3 separate regions of the Mus musculus genome follow, and regions 2 and 3 are each linked to region 1. A link is a contact called in public HiChIP or PLAC-seq and promoter capture Hi-C data. All regions are on one chromosome and are shown on one strand. Each heading gives the region's core, a stretch centred on a gene start, on an enhancer-like site or on the middle of the called end of the contact. The rest is flanking DNA. Distances are from core to core; before and after follow the strand shown. Region 1 holds the start of Sp6 (trans-acting transcription factor 6). Region 2 holds the start of Hoxb1 (homeobox B1). Region 3 holds the start of Hoxb5 (homeobox B5).

Region 1 (2,856 bases), core at 40-2,539:
GGGGGGGGGGGTTTAGCAGGGCAGTGGTGGCAAACGCCTTTAATCCCAGCACTTGGGAGGCAGAGGCAGATGGATTTCTGAGTTCAAGGCCAGCCTGGTCTACAGAGTGAGTTTCAGGACAGCCAGGGCTACACAGAGAAACCCTGTCTCGAAAAAACAAAACAAAACAAAACAACAACAACAACAAAACAAACAAACAAGTCACCTCGGGAGATCAACGCGCTCTGAAGGCGGCAGGGAAGGCTCCTGAGCTACTTCTAATCTGGCCATCAGGGCAGAGAGTTAGGGGGACTCTGGTACCCACCTGAGCTGGGGGTGGGGCAGTGTCTCAGGATTTCCACCAATTCGGATCCTGAGAGTTCTGTGTAGCTGAGTGGCTGTGTGGCTGTGCTGAAAATGTACCAGAATGTGACTTTGCACGGGTGCGCTTATTTCCTCCAAAAGACCTTTCTCTAAACGTATACTCAGCTGAGACTAGGAAAGAGCCCGCGACAAAAAGTCTTGTTCAATCCGCTGCTGAAATGTTCCTTCCCAGGCCCTTTCAGATGCCCGCCCAACCCTCTGATCCCAGTGCGCCCCAGCGAGGGTGTCAGGCGCAGGCTGAGCAACCCGGACCGGGAGGAAGGCGGCGGGTTTAGGAGGTGGATTTCTGTGGTACCCGGCTTGCCGGAAACTGAGGAAGACATTGAGGGCATGGTGATCACCCAGAAAGGCCAGTGACGGGAGAGAGGGGAAGGATCTCTGGAAACCAGGAGGGGAAAGTTCATAGTGGTGGTGGAAAGGGACGGGGGAACGGTGTAGCCAAGATAGAACTCTCATGGCTTAGTGCTGGGTGTGGGCCGGCCAGAAACGTAGTTTTCAAACCTGTTTCCTTTTTTTTCCCACTCAGTTCTAGCACTGCGCGGCTAGGACGGGTGGGTCAAAAGCACTGGTAGCCACGTGTGCCTTAAGAAGGCTCGGTAGCTTCTCCAGGACCCTCTGTCCTTCGTCCCATCCAGGATCTGAATCTTGTTCCCCGCCTGGACCGGGCCAGCTCCGGGTTAGATTTCCATGGCATCGGACGGGTCTCCGAACTCGGGGGAAAAAACTCTCGCAACTCAAGCTCTTAACTCAGAAGTGGTGGGGACCTGGGAGGAGTGAGGGAGAGGGAGGGAGGTGGCCTGGATAGCCATCCTTCTTGTCTGCCCCCTCCTCGCGCTGGGCTGGGCTTCGCCTCCAGCCAAGCCTGCAAGGGTTAAAGGCGGCCGCAGGTGAGGTGGGCGGGGCCGCGGGTTCGGGGGAAAAAGGAGTGCAGGGGAGAGGATGAAGGCAGAGAGTGCGGTGAGTCACGGGCGGAGCTGGCCTCGCTCGCTCGCTCGCTCGCTCGCTTACTCGCTCACCGGCGCCCGCCCGCCCTCCGCCCTCCCGCCGGCTCTCACTGCCTCCACCGTCGCGGATCACCCAGCCCGGTCGCAGCCCCGGCTTGCCCTCGGCTCCTGTCCCACGCCGCTGAGAGCCGGCCAGCGCGCAGGGCCCATGAGCGCCCGTCTGTAGCGCGCCAGCCTGCGGTGCCCCAAGCCCGAGCGCAGCCGCCAGGTAGGAGCCCGGGTCCGCGCGGTCACGGGTGCGCGCTGCGGAGATCTGGGGTCAGGGGGTGGGTGGGGAAAGGTGTTCGGAACACCGCAGCCTAAGCTGGCTTCTTGGGGAGGGGGACGTCCTAAAGGATCCGAAGGGCTGGGAGCCCCGACGGAGGAAAAACCGGGAGGACGGGAGGGACCAAGGGAGTTTGGGAACTGGGGAAACTGGAGCAACTGGGACAACCGGAGGATTGAAACATTGAAAACCTTGTTTGAACGGAAGTCCCCACCGCCTGAGTACCGGGAAACGGGAGAGGCAGCGGATCCAATGGGACTTAGGGCGTCTCTGCCGTCTTTCTCCAATTGGAGAGCCGATGTGCTCGCTCCTTTCTTTTCGTGCAACCTTGGTGGCAGGCCATTACACGCTAGGCCTGGGCTCAGGATCTCTGTCCAGAGAGGCCCCTCTGCAACCTGGTCACCCTAGCCTTCCCATCCCCCAGACCCTGGGGCAGTTCCCAGTCTCCAAAAGCTCTTAGGGTCCCAGAATCTCACTGCTCCCGCCCCAACCCCTTCTGGGCCGCCCCGCCCCGGCCTGAGGCTCCGTTCCTGCTGCTTCACCCAGTCCCTTTCTTGTGGTAAGGCAGCCCGAGCCTGAGTAGGCACCCGGGTCCTCCTCTTCCTTGCCTCTCCCAGATTTTCAATGCTACTTCCCTGGTCCCAGAGTCGGAAGGTGGTAGGGTCAGGTGAGTCCTGCTTGGGGAAGGCCCTAAATCATTGGCCTCCTGCACCCCAGGCCCCACACGGGCAAGGTTCCAAGGCTCTAGGGAGAGATGGAGAGAAGACTGGGACCTTATGGTCACAGATTTGTAGTAGAGAAAGGGGTGGAAATTGTAAGCTCTTCTCTTCTCTTCTCTTCTCTTCTCTTCTCTTCTCTTCTCTTCTCTTCTCTTCTCTCCTCTCCTCTCCTCTCCTCTCCTCTCCTCTCCTCTCCTCTCCTCTCCTCTTCCTCTTCTTTTCTCTTCTCTTTTTCTTCTTCTTCTTCTTCTTCTTCTTCTTCTTCTTCTTCTTCTTCTTCTTCTTCTTCTTCTTCTTCTTCTTCTTCTTCTTCTTCTTTTTTCCTTTTGAAACAGGGTCTCATTGCGTAGCCCACGCTGCCAAAGCCTTCTGTTTCAGGCTCTTGCATTGAGTACTGGGAATATTTATTAGCCGGTTCCCACCAGGCCCAGCAACATCTCCTGTTCTTTTTCTTATATTTCCCTCTTCCTCCCTCCTTCCCTCTCTCCCTTCCTTCTTTTGCTGT
Region 2 (2,775 bases), core at 174-2,673, 650 kb before region 1:
TTAACCCAAGAGAAAGGAAGAAAGAAAGAAAGAGAGAGAGAGAGAGAGAGAGTGGGAGAGAGAGAGAGAGAGAGAGAGAGAGAGAGAGAAAGGAAGGAAGAGAGAGAGAGAGAGAGATCCATTTCTAAGCCTTAGTTTAGAAGCTCTACACCAATTCTCCCATTCTCTGAGCAAACTAAACTCCCTTTATCTATTCTAGAACATGCATGGAAATTTTGGATAGTCTTTGAGACTTAACTAGCCTTGGATTTATGTATTTGAGGCTTGGAACTTAAAAAAAGAAACTTTTAGGGAAACTAAAGATAATGGAGGGGTGTCAGGGAGGAGACCAGAGAAGTGCAGAGGATCTTTACTAGTTTTGAACACTTTTGAAAAGAGAATAAAAATTCGCTTCCTTCTCACCCATCTGTAAATATCACCTGGCTCTCTTCATTGCTGCTCTCTGGAGAGATATAGGGAGTTATTTAAGTCTGAGTGAGTGAGCCAGCTACAGCTACGGATGGCTAGAGAAAGGATAAATACATCTAGAGAGATGAGTTGATGGATAGGTAGGGAGCGAATATAAATATGGAGAGAGATGGACGAACACAGAGATGAATGGAGACAGAGGGAATATAAAGAGAGGCTGAGGGAGAGAAATGGCCTCGCGAATGAGGAGAGAGCGTTTATGCAGAGAGATGGAGAGAGGCGTCCCTCATCTTCCCTCCACCTTTCCATTTCCCTTCTCCTGTTCCCTTGAAATGCCATCGTTTTCCCTCCTCTTGATTTGTCATGAATTCTTCTGGATTTTAGACCCCTGGCTCACACCCTGAGGTGTTTTTACAGTCTCCCTCTCCCTTCCTAGTCATCCTTTTGTCCCAAGATAACAGACCTAACCAGGCTGTCCTAGAACACCATCCCAAGACAAACTGGGAGAAAGAAACATGGAATGGGGGTTCTGGGATAAGTAAGGAGTCTGGCTCTCCAGTCTCTAGCCCTACAGCCTTGGGGTGGGGGTAGGCTTCTTTGAGGGGAGAAGAGAGTGAGGGGCAGCTGGGTTGAATTTGGCCAAATCTAATAATCCAAGAACCTATTGAAGGCCTTGGGGGGTTGGGAGGGGAGTAAAAGTCTTGAATATTCTTCCAACTTCTCCCCCCCCTCCCTCTGGTCCCTTCTTTCCAAAAAGTCTTTGAAGAAAGATGTTTTTGACGCTTCCATGTCGCTCTCAGATGGATGGGCTCAGAGTGATTGAAGTGTCTTTGTCATGCTAATGATTGGGGGGTGATGGATGGGCGCTGGGACTGCCAAACTCTGGCCCGCTTAGCCCATTGGCCTGGGAGAGATCACATGTGCCCCCCCACCCCCACTCCCTAGCCCCTTCCTAGGGGATCGCTGGCGGGGCCAAGCTGGCCCGGGCCATGGGCTCAAGCTTCAGCTCTGTGACATACTGCCGAAAGGTTGTAGGGCAAGAGGGTGTCTCCCCCAAACGGCCCGACCCTCCTTCGGCCTCTACATGGACTATAATAGGATGAGTTCCTTTTTAGAGTACCCACTTTGTAACCGGGGACCCAGCGCCTACAGCGCCCCAACCTCTTTTCCCCCCTGCTCAGCTCCGGCCGTTGACAGCTACGCAGGGGAGAGCCGCTATGGTGGAGGGCTGCCTAGCTCAGCGCTCCAACAAAACTCGGGGTATCCTGTCCAGCAGCCGCCGTCATCCCTGGGGGTGTCCTTTCCCAGCCCCGCTCCCTCGGGGTACGCCCCAGCCGCCTGCAACCCCAGCTATGGGCCTTCTCAGTATTATTCTGTGGGTCAGTCGGAAGGAGATGGAAGCTATTTTCATCCGTCGAGCTACGGAGCCCAGCTAGGGGGGTTGCCCGACAGCTATGGAGCGGGTGGAGTCGGCTCAGGGCCATATCCTCCGCCGCAGCCCCCATACGGAACTGAGCAGACCGCAACCTTTGCATCAGCCTACGACCTCCTCTCTGAGGACAAGGAATCGCCTTGCTCGTCAGAACCCAGCACTCTCACTCCCCGGACCTTCGACTGGATGAAGGTCAAGAGAAACCCACCTAAGACAGGTAGGGCTCAGAGGAGCCACTTCCTCTCCTTGGCTCGGGCATACACAGAGGGGCCTGAGCCAGGGCTTCATTCATTCCTTCAGCTGCTTTTACTGGCAGGTAAGTACTTTCCGGGTTCAAGTCAGCAGATATTTTCCCACGGGCTAAGTTCGGGGCTACCTCCTCCCGAAGGAGGTCTCCGCAGTCTTGTCTGTGCGCCCAGTTTGGAACCAGTATTTCACGTTTCTTGTCTGAAGGTGAGTATGGGCGGAAGGCTGGTTCTAGATTTTGTAATTACTAATGGAGGGGGTGTGTGATGCCACATAGGATCTGCATTGGGTAGATGATGAATGAGGACCAAGCCTGAACTAGGAGGAGTGGACGGGAGGGAGAAAGAGGTGAGAGAACTGACGTGGCTTTTCTCCCTGCCCCGCCCCTAGCGAAGGTGTCCGAGCTGGGACTGGGCGCTCCCGGCGGTCTCCGCACAAACTTCACCACGCGCCAGCTGACGGAGCTGGAGAAGGAATTTCATTTCAACAAATACCTGAGCCGTGCCCGGAGGGTGGAGATCGCCGCCACCCTGGAGCTCAATGAAACGCAGGTGAAGATCTGGTTCCAGAACCGGCGCATGAAGCAGAAGAAACGCGAGCGAGAGGGGGGCAGGATGCCTGCAGGCCCCCCAGGTTGCCCAAAGGAAGCCGCTGGAGATGCCTCTGACCAGTCCGCGTGCACCTCCCCA
Region 3 (2,700 bases), core at 33-2,532, 720 kb before region 1:
AGGGGTCCAGGTGATGGCGCCTTTAGTCTCACCTTCTCAACCCAAAATGGCTCATTTTCTCTTTACTGCCACCCACACCCGAGCAGCAAGCTTCAGGCCCCGTTTTCTTTTCTTCCTTCTCCCTCTCCCCCCTCCTTTTTTTATTTTTAAAGAAAATAGCCGTCTGGCAGAAGGGGCCCAGCTGCGGAGATCTCTGGCCGCCCAGCGAGCTCAGCAAGGGGCCGCCGGTCTTCCGAACACCTTCCCAGGGAAGGCGGTAAGGCCATGAGCAAATTCTCCAATTATTGGCCACCAGCAACACAAGGCTTTGGATTTGGTCTCTGAATGAGATAGCTGGCATCTGGCGAGCTTGTTAAAGGGGATCTGTTTAAACCCCAAACTCCCGCAGAAGAGTTACCACCAAACCTTAACCGCTCAGACGGTTGTCTCTCTAGTCTTTGGCCGACCGACCATCTTTCTCTTCTAGGGTCCCTGTTTACCTCGGTTCCTAGGCCTAGGCTAAGGATGAGAGGTCAGAAGGAAAAATCCAAACTTCCCAGGGGCCCAGGAGAACGAAGAGCTTCCCTGCCTTTTCCAGCCTCCCTCCAGCCTAGTCCTGCGGCTCTCTCTCGTGTTGTGGACCCGCCGCTGAAGCCTAGCCAAGAAGCAGACCTGGCTGAGCTAACAAAATTCTTATAATTGTTTTTCACACACAACTTATAATCCTTCCCCCCATTTCCTTACCCAAGTTGGGGACTGGCAAAGCCTAAGGAGGGAAGATCAAGCAACTTCATTTTGATTATATTACCCAGAGTTAAAATAATAATGGTGATGATAATGTCAGAGAGGCCACAAATAGAGGGGATAGCCGCACCCTAACGAAGTAGGCAAAAGACTCAAATCCATCTTCCTAAAGGTTCAAGCCTGTGAGTGAGCTGCGGGCCGGGTTTCTTTCTTGGCTTGGCGGTTGCACAGAGCCAGCAAAGAGGTTGCCGAAGCCGCCATGGCGGCCTGCGGCCCGCGCTCCCGTCAATCGCCGGGAGGTGGCGCGCTCTGCTCAGAGGCCAACGTCAACCTTCTCCCTGTTTTTCCCCCTTCTCACTTTCTCCCCCCCTCTCGGAGGCTCGCATTGAATCGGCCCTAACGATTCTCCGATCGTCATTATTTGTAACCATAGAGCATGAATTACCTCTTGAGGTCATCAGTGAGAATTTACGACTGGTCAACAAAAGCACGTGATTCCCTAACGCCCCCCCATCCCCCTTCTAACCCCCCCCATATTTGGCCGCATACATAGCAAAACGAAGTACAGTGCATCGCTATAATTCATTAATACATCATAAATCGTGAAGCACAGGGTTATAACGACCACGATCCACAAATCAAGCCCTCCAAAATCACCCAAATGAGCTCGTACTTTGTAAACTCCTTCTCGGGGCGTTATCCAAATGGCCCGGACTATCAGTTGCTAAATTATGGCAGTGGCAGCTCTCTGAGCGGCTCTTACAGGGATCCCGCTGCCATGCACACCGGCTCTTACGGCTACAATTACAATGGGATGGATCTCAGCGTCAACCGCTCCTCGGCCTCCTCCAGCCACTTTGGGGCGGTGGGCGAGAGCTCGCGCGCCTTCCCCGCGTCCGCCCAGGAACCCCGCTTCAGGCAGGCGACGTCCAGCTGCTCCCTGTCCTCGCCCGAGTCCCTGCCCTGCACTAACGGCGACAGCCACGGCGCCAAGCCCTCTGCTTCGTCCCCTTCCGACCAGGCGACCCCAGCCAGCTCCAGCGCCAATTTCACCGAAATAGACGAGGCCAGCGCGTCCTCTGAGCCCGAGGAAGCGGCGAGCCAGCTAAGCAGCCCCAGCTTGGCTCGAGCACAGCCAGAGCCCATGGCCACCTCTACGGCCGCGCCCGAGGGGCAGACTCCACAGATATTCCCCTGGATGAGGAAGCTTCACATCAGCCACGGTAATTCTCCATCTCTTTTTTGTCCTCTCCGCATTCCTGCCCTGTGTTGGGGGTGGGGGCGAGCAAAGCTTGGCTTTGCCTCAAATATAGATCCCTTTTTTCTTTTCTTTTTTTCTTTTTCTTTCTTTCTTTTTTTTTGCCATCAAGAGGGAAAAGTGTCAGAAAGGGTCCCCACAGCTCCATAGATAGAGCCAAACAGTGTTGTTTTCTGGGCGTAGGCATTTAAAAAAAAAAAAAAAAGGCCAGTTTGTTGCCACGTTCAGCTTAGGTTTTGTTTACCTAGCCAGTCACCGGCTTTAGGATGAAAGATGGGATTTGTGTATTGTGAGGAAGGGTCCTGATTATTACAGAAATTTTGAGACTGCTGCTAGCAAAGGGGGAATGGGCTATAAACGGAGCTTTCTAGGGCAAAAGTGCAGTGGCTCTCTTCCCTCCCGGGCGAGCTGCCGCCTGAACCCAGCCTAGGGTGAGGCACTGGGAAGGAGCCAGAGACAAAGCCGGGAGCATTCACTACCATCAGAAGTGGGGGCTGCTGGAGAAGGGGGGGTATGAAGAAATAGAGGCTGGATGCAGGCATCTGGGGTGAGGAGGATGGGAGCTGCGGTGAGCTGGGTGCTGGGGACGCCTGGGTCCTGCTCCCCGCCCCCTCCCACTCAGTGCCCCCTCCTTTAACCGGAATAACGTTGCCTCGGGGCTCTCCTCTAACTGCTCTAGATATGACTGGGCCAGACGGAAAAAGGGCCCGGACCGCCTA

The links. Promoter capture Hi-C pulls out the DNA fragments that hold promoters and counts their contacts. HiChIP or PLAC-seq counts read pairs in DNA pulled down with a chosen protein or histone mark.
Region 2: an H3K4me3 HiChIP or PLAC-seq map of embryonic stem cells shows a contact between it and region 1, with 4 times the contacts expected there. The contact joins the promoter of Hoxb1 here to the promoter of Sp6 in region 1. A contact is called at or near these places in 3 of 39 promoter capture datasets (embryonic stem cells and liver), 1 of 484 Hi-C or Micro-C datasets (embryonic stem cells), 3 of 115 datasets of contacts at active chromatin or transcription factors (all in embryonic stem cells) and 1 of 9 other capture datasets (embryonic stem cells).
Region 3: a contact with region 1 is called in a promoter capture Hi-C map of embryonic stem cells, with 10 read pairs. The contact joins the promoter of Hoxb5 here to the promoter of Sp6 in region 1. A contact is called at or near these places in 12 of 39 promoter capture datasets (cranial neural crest, embryonic stem cells, frontonasal cranial neural crest and 6 more), 3 of 484 Hi-C or Micro-C datasets (all in embryonic stem cells), 9 of 115 datasets of contacts at active chromatin or transcription factors (embryonic forebrain, embryonic hindbrain, embryonic stem cells and 1 more) and 1 of 9 other capture datasets (embryonic stem cells).

What each region holds. Positions count from the first base shown.
Region 1 is chr11:97,017,453-97,020,308 of GRCm38.p6, forward strand. It overlaps Sp6 (trans-acting transcription factor 6), which reads left to right and starts at 1,290. Exons shown (of 2, transcript NM_001363230.1): 1 at 1,290-1,575.
Region 2 is chr11:96,364,335-96,367,109 of GRCm38.p6, forward strand. Hoxb1 (homeobox B1) reads left to right here and starts at 1,424. Exons shown (of 2, transcript NM_008266.5): 1 at 1,424-2,057; 2 at 2,477-2,775. The coding sequence starts at 1,493.
Region 3 is chr11:96,302,230-96,304,929 of GRCm38.p6, forward strand. Hoxb5 (homeobox B5) reads left to right here and starts at 1,283. Exons shown (of 2, transcript NM_008268.2): 1 at 1,283-1,946; 2 at 2,661-2,700. The coding sequence starts at 1,385. The region is part of intron 1 of Hoxb5os (homeobox B5 and homeobox B6, opposite strand); the gene reads right to left.